Regions from separate parts of the Mus musculus genome. Here region 2 is linked to region 1. A link is a contact called in public promoter capture Hi-C data. All regions are on one chromosome and are shown on one strand. Each heading gives the region's core, a stretch centred on a gene start, on an enhancer-like site or on the middle of the called end of the contact. The rest is flanking DNA. Distances are from core to core; before and after follow the strand shown.

Region 1 (2,891 bases), core at 264-2,763:
GAATGTATTTTTTCTTCTATGGCTAGTTCAGATCACTGTCACATAACCTGTGGTCGCCTCTCATAATGTTTAATGCTTTTACTCTGTGACATGAGTTTTAATGTTCTCTCCTGTTTAATTTTGAGTCCTCTCTTCTCCTGTGTGACTCATAAGTTTTGCTCGCATATTTACAGAAACATATTTTGTACTACTGATTTTTTTTAAATACTCATGTGTTTCAATTTTCTTTGTATGATTTTTGTAGTTACTTGGAACATAGTAGGGTTACAGTCTGACTGCTTACCCTCAATTCAAGCCATGGAAGTTACCTTTGCTTTATCTGCTCCCCCTACCTTGTTATTGATGCAAATCATCTCTTTATAAACTTTTTTTTAAGATTAATTTATTGTTATATGTAAGTACACTGTAGCTGTCTTCAGACACACCAGAAGAGGGCGTCAGATCTCATTACAGATGGTTGTAAGCCACTGTGTGGTTGCTGGGATTTGAACTCAGGACCTTCGGAAGAGTAGTCAGTGCTCTTAATCACTGAGCCATCTCTCCAGCCCCACTTTAGAAACTTTTTTATGTGTCTCATATCCTCTAGGCTGACCTTGAACTCCTGACCTCGCAAGTGCTGGGATCCCATGCTAGGAGAGCCCTGTGTCAGCTGAGCCCCGTACCTCTGTGTCCCCTGCCTCTTTTCATATTGCACATCCATGGGTGTAAGTGTGTGATTGCTTTGTGTGCTTTGGGTTATGGTGTCACCCAAACGTCTGTCTGGTTGGTATATATTGTTGTTCTCCCTATGGGGTTGCAAACCCCTTCAGCATCTTCAGTCCTTCCCCTAACTCCTCTATTGGGGACCCCACGCTCAGTCTGATGGTTGGCTGCGAGCTAGTGGTAACAGGTCGGGGGTGTCACGCCTACCCTTCCCTTTATCCGGGTCTTTTGTCTGGGAGGAGCTGAGACATGCTTCACAGTTGCTGCTTCTGGAATCCTCTCTTCTCTGGACTCGTGGGTAGAACCCCAGTGCGATTGGCTGATTTCCACTCTGGTGTGTGCACCTCCATTCTTTGAGGATGTGTGTGGGAATCCTGTGTCTCTCTGATGGAGTGTTCCTCAGTGCTCATCTGTGGCACTGCAGTTGCTGTCACCAAGTCTTGGCCTTTACTCCTGGCCTCTGGTGAGTGCCTGCCTTGTTCCTATCCATGTTTGAACAGGACAGAAACAACAGCACTGTCAGGACGCAGACCAGAGAGTCAGAGGCCAGAGAGTCAGGCTCCAGAGACTTGGAACTAATGTCTCTGGTGAGGGGGGGAGCCGGGATGCCCAGGGGAGGGCTCTGGCTGTTGTATGCTCTGGCTTTAAAGCCATGTTTCTGGGGATAAAGGAGGGTCTTGAGTTTGCTTTTTTGCTGTCTTGCTGATGGCTTAAATCTCTAACAGGAAAGCACATACACACACACACACACAGCCTCAAAACCAGTCCTCTTATCACAGCATAATACGGAAAGCTTTAAGGTGGTTTTCCGTCATTTCTTGGAGTAACATGATCCTGTGCTATCATCCTTTGTTGGTCATTTAGATTGTGTCTAAGTGTTCAGCTCTCCAAAGATTAATGATGTTTTTCTGAAAATGATCCATTTCCCCAAAGCTTGTTCCTCAGGAAACTGGGTTGCTGTCTATTCTGATCTTCATAATTGGGCAGCAGGAGACTCCTCTCAGTGAGTCCGTCGCCGTCTAGCTACAGAGGATTAGGACAGAAACCACACTCGCTTCAAAAGCCTTCAGATTGAGGGCTTGGAATGTTTGCAAGGGAAAGGGATGGCTTAGGGAGAGCCAAGGAAAACAGGGCCAAAGACAGGGAATCAAAGGAATTTCTCTCACACCTCAGAGATGTTCCCTAGGGCTGTGCCTCCATGGTTGCAAACCTGGGGCTTTCGAATCCACAGCTTCTAAAGGGTGCTTGTGGGCAGGAGGTGGTCCAGGGGAGAGTACTGGCCAGTCCTCATGCCACCCTGTATTCATTTCCCAGTGCTGGAAAAATACAAGGTACTTAAAAGAAGAGCAGAGCCAGGCCAATTGCATTATCAAGGATTTATGCTTAAAGAAAATACCAACCAGCCTGGGGTTATGCCCGTGGGCTGGGCTGGTTTACAGTGGCCTGGCCAAACCATTTCTTGAAGGGCTGCGTTACCCAGCATCAGCTCATGCTCTCATGGTAGGTGACCCAGGGCTCCGACGCCTCTCACAGGAATTTCCCTCATTCACTATGATGTTTAACCTTCAGATTTCCACTCAAGGGTCACGTTTTTGTGGACATTTCCTGTCTCAGTGTTCCCAAAGTGCTTTGCATATCCCAATAATGATGCAGGCAAGCGTAGGGAATAGTTTAGCGATCTCGGACTCTGCTTGGTTTGAGCATACGCTCCTCTCCAAATACTGCCTGAGGCACTTATCTGCACATATTTGCACACAAGCTCTTTCCCTAACACTGTACCCCAGAACCTGTGAGCAACCTAGGACCCCAACCTGCTGTATGCACACCCCACAGCCACAGTGAAGTAAGTTCCTTCTCCTCTTCAACAGATTCTATCCATTCATACTCCTAACAGAGAGGTTGGTCTGAGCTGAACTGTTTTGGGGTGCATGTACAGTAAGGCAAAACTGTGTCCTTTTTGGAGGGGGTTCGGGACAGGGTTTCTCTGTATAGCCCTGGCTGTAGAGACCAGGCTGGCCTCGAACTTAGAAATCCACCTGCCTTTGCCTCCTGAGTGCTGGGATTAAAGGCGTGCACCACCACTGCACATGTGCCGGCATGAAACTGTGTCCTTAAAGGAAACTCTTACGGAGAGTCCCCTATTCACATCTGAGACCTGTGCATAATGCGGCATGCACATAATTAAAGTC
Region 2 (2,891 bases), core at 273-2,772, 160 kb before region 1:
GAACGTAGGTACATGGGCATACATCAGTGCAGTTGGAAACATTGCCACTTGAGCAGTCCCCAGAGCCCCACCCTCCCCTGGGGGTCCCTTCTTGCCAAACCACCTTAGAGGCAGTCTCATATAACTTTTCTGCTCGTTTGAATGTTTTTAACTCTACGTGTACAAGTGTTTGTGCACCGTGTGTCTACCTACCGATGCCAAAGAAGGCAGCGTGACCCGAGGAACCAGAGTTACAGATGGTTGTGAGCCACATGTGGATGCTGGGACTCAACCTCAGGTGCTCAGGCAGAGCAGCCGGCACTCCTCCCTGGGCCCCCCAGCCCTCCTCCCTGGGCCCCCCAGCCCTCCTCCCTGGGCCCCCCAGCCCTCTTTATGCTCATTTTAAAAATGTATCTTTTGGCTCAGATGAAATTATCCAAGTGCAGGTTATAAAGAATTTACCAGAACTATGTCTTGTGCCTTTGGGCTAAGAGGTGACAGAGTGCTCAGTACCCAGCACTGAGCTTTGAGGAGGTGAGAGAGGCTGGCCTGGCCTTCAACAAGCTACTTCTCTGCTCTGATTTCAAACTGGAATGGCAAGTTCCTCGGGTTGTGAATTTAATCTTATCAGAACTGTTCGAGGAATATGTTGTTAGCCAAGAAAATAAAGTTCAAACCCTGAGAAAATGTTCCGTCTGTTTCGAAGAGAGTAGCTGCCTCTGGGATAGGGATGGGAGTGAGGGTGAGACACAGGAAGAGTTCTGCGGGAGCTCCTGGTCACTAAGTGAAGAAATGGCAGGAGAGGGCAAAGAGGGCCCTTTAAAAGAATGTAGAGCAGGAGAAGAAAAACAGCCGGTGTTAACCATGCAGGCCCCAACTTCCTGTGTCAGGTGAAGACAGATGGTTGTAGAAATGGCATCACGTCCCACAAAGGGAATGTTTTTAGCGCGTCAAGTAAATCCGGAGTGGGGGCGGGTGGCTGGTCCCAAATGTAGACTCTTATCAAAGGCATCCTATCTGTGCATACATTCCAGCTCCTCCCAGAGAGAAGGCCCTGGTAGAAATTAGCTCCAAAGTGCACAGGTTGGGGTGGCAGCTGCATCTTGTGGTTTTGGCGGCTCAGACCAGAGGAGGTAATCTATTTGAGACATCTATAGAAGAAAAAAAAAAATGAAGTTTGCTGAAGAGAGGCTTTGGCTCAGGGGGGAATGGGAAGTGGGGGTCTCTCTGAGACTCTACTCCTCAATCCTACCACTCCTCAGCCCCCTGAACCAAGCAAAGCAATATAACACACCTTGTATGGGAGAGAAGCTGTGGGTGGGACTGAAGGGGAGAGTGGGACTATCTGCCTAACATTGCTCCTTCTTGGCCTTTATCACAGAAAAGGGTCAGCCTCCTGCGGCTACAGGTCCTGGGGCTGATGGGCAACCCACCCCACCCTGGATCACCATGGCCCGGCAGAAGAGAAGAGGAGCCCCAGACCTGCCCGTCAACCAGGAAGAGAAACCTGGGTCGAGGATCCTAAAGACAGAAACTGGGAAGCAAGCCAAGGTGGCCGAGAGAGCCCAGGTTACCACTCTTTTTCTGTGGCGTTCGGGGTGGGGGTGGGGTGAGGAGGGCAGCGATCTTGTGAGGGTGTGGTGGGAGCAGGTACCGCTGTGCTCACAGAGGTCCTGCATGAACATCACAGAGATGCCGTGCCTACCGTGATGGCTGACATGCGCAAAGGCAGTACGTCAGCTTGTGGACCCCGTGATGGAGCTAGCTGCCTCTTTGCCTGTGTGGGCTGGTAGAAATGCAGTGGCGCCCGAGGCTGCTCTGGCCTCCTAGGCAACGCAGCTCAGCCTCTGGAAAAAAATTGAAGACAGTTAAAACAACGGCTCCCTTCAGACACACGCTAATATGGTCACCAGCTCCACCTCAGCCCCTTGTGTGATGATAAATGAAGCCTGCTCTGGCTGCTGCCTGCTGGCTTCCCTTTTCCCTCACCTGGGGCTGCACAGCCAAAACCTGGAGTTGCATGTTGTATTCAACTGAAAACAGCTCTCACCAACCCCAACAACTGTGCTGATGCACCCTCTGCTAACCAGTACAATAAATGGGGTTCTGCTGTCTAGGAAAGGGAGCCTGCGCTGCAATAGGACCTGCTTCCCTTCCTGCTAATGCAATCCTCAGTTGTGTCTACACAGCTGAAGACCTGTATGTAGCATTGAGGAGGGGAAATTACAGTGCGAAATGTTAGCCCATTTCAGCTGCTGCCATATAGTGTGTATCATAAAACCATTCCCTACGGCTTTCACATAGAGTCCTCGCTCTATACCATCTGGGGCTGAGACTGGGCTGTCCAGGCAAGCAAGGAGCCACCATGCACACGTGGGCTGCAGGAGGCTGGCACAAGTCAGCTCTGGCATTTTGGTGGGTGATGCCGGTGCACAGAGCCCCTTTCCAGAAAGTGCCAGCAGCAGGGTGCATCTTGGAAGAGACATTTTGTAGCTAAGACACTTGGAGTATTTACCCACTCTGAGTCTGTTATCCTTGGGCAGCACCTGTCATTTTGTGTCTCCGTAGGAGTCTGTGAAGCAGGGTGACTTCGTCCGGAGCAAATCTTTCCTGATGACCCCTGCAAAGCCTGCTGTGACCCAGAGGCAGGGGTCAAAACTGAACCTCAAGGAAGGGCTACAGAGAGGAATCTCACTGTCCCATCAGAACTTGGGTATGAGACTGGCTTTTATTTCCAAATACTTTGGCACACACTCATGCACGCGCACACAGATATATATATTTACACATACACACACACATATATATATTTCTTCCTATGATTGGAGTTTGTGTTATTGAATCATTTTGCCATGTTGAGCAGTGTTTTTTTAATGTAGTCCCCCCCCCCTTTTTTTGAGAAGGAATTTACA

What was found. Promoter capture Hi-C pulls out the DNA fragments that hold promoters and counts their contacts.
Region 2: a contact with region 1 is called in a promoter capture Hi-C map of the HPC-7 cell line. The contact joins the promoter of 4930556I23Rik here to the enhancer-like site in region 1. A contact is called at or near these places in 16 of 39 promoter capture datasets (the 3T3-L1 cell line, 3T3-L1-derived adipocytes, the C10 cell line and 9 more), 11 of 484 Hi-C or Micro-C datasets (the C2C12 cell line, Th1 cells, bone marrow-derived macrophages and 8 more), 3 of 115 datasets of contacts at active chromatin or transcription factors (the HPC-7 cell line, large pre-B cells and microglia) and 3 of 9 other capture datasets (adipose tissue, liver and pancreatic islet).

What each region holds. Positions count from the first base shown.
Region 1 is chr1:37,457,808-37,460,698 of GRCm38.p6, reverse strand. All of the region lies in intron 8 of Mgat4a (mannoside acetylglucosaminyltransferase 4, isoenzyme A), which reads left to right. Among named protein-coding and RNA genes, the nearest start is that of Unc50, 29 kb to the right of the region's middle. Within about 2 kb of position 1,513, at least 8 of the 459 cell types and tissues checked have an H3K27ac peak or open chromatin away from gene starts, as enhancers often do. A contact at or near this core is called in the HPC-7 cell line, where this site is marked.
Region 2 is chr1:37,613,138-37,616,028 of GRCm38.p6, reverse strand. It overlaps 4930556I23Rik (a long non-coding RNA gene), which reads right to left and starts at 1,522. Exons shown (of 2, transcript XR_373329.1): 1 at 1,462-1,522; 2 at 656-1,130. Cracdl (capping protein inhibiting regulator of actin like) reads left to right here. Exons shown (of 10, transcript NM_028096.1): 8 at 1,361-1,548; 9 at 2,548-2,692.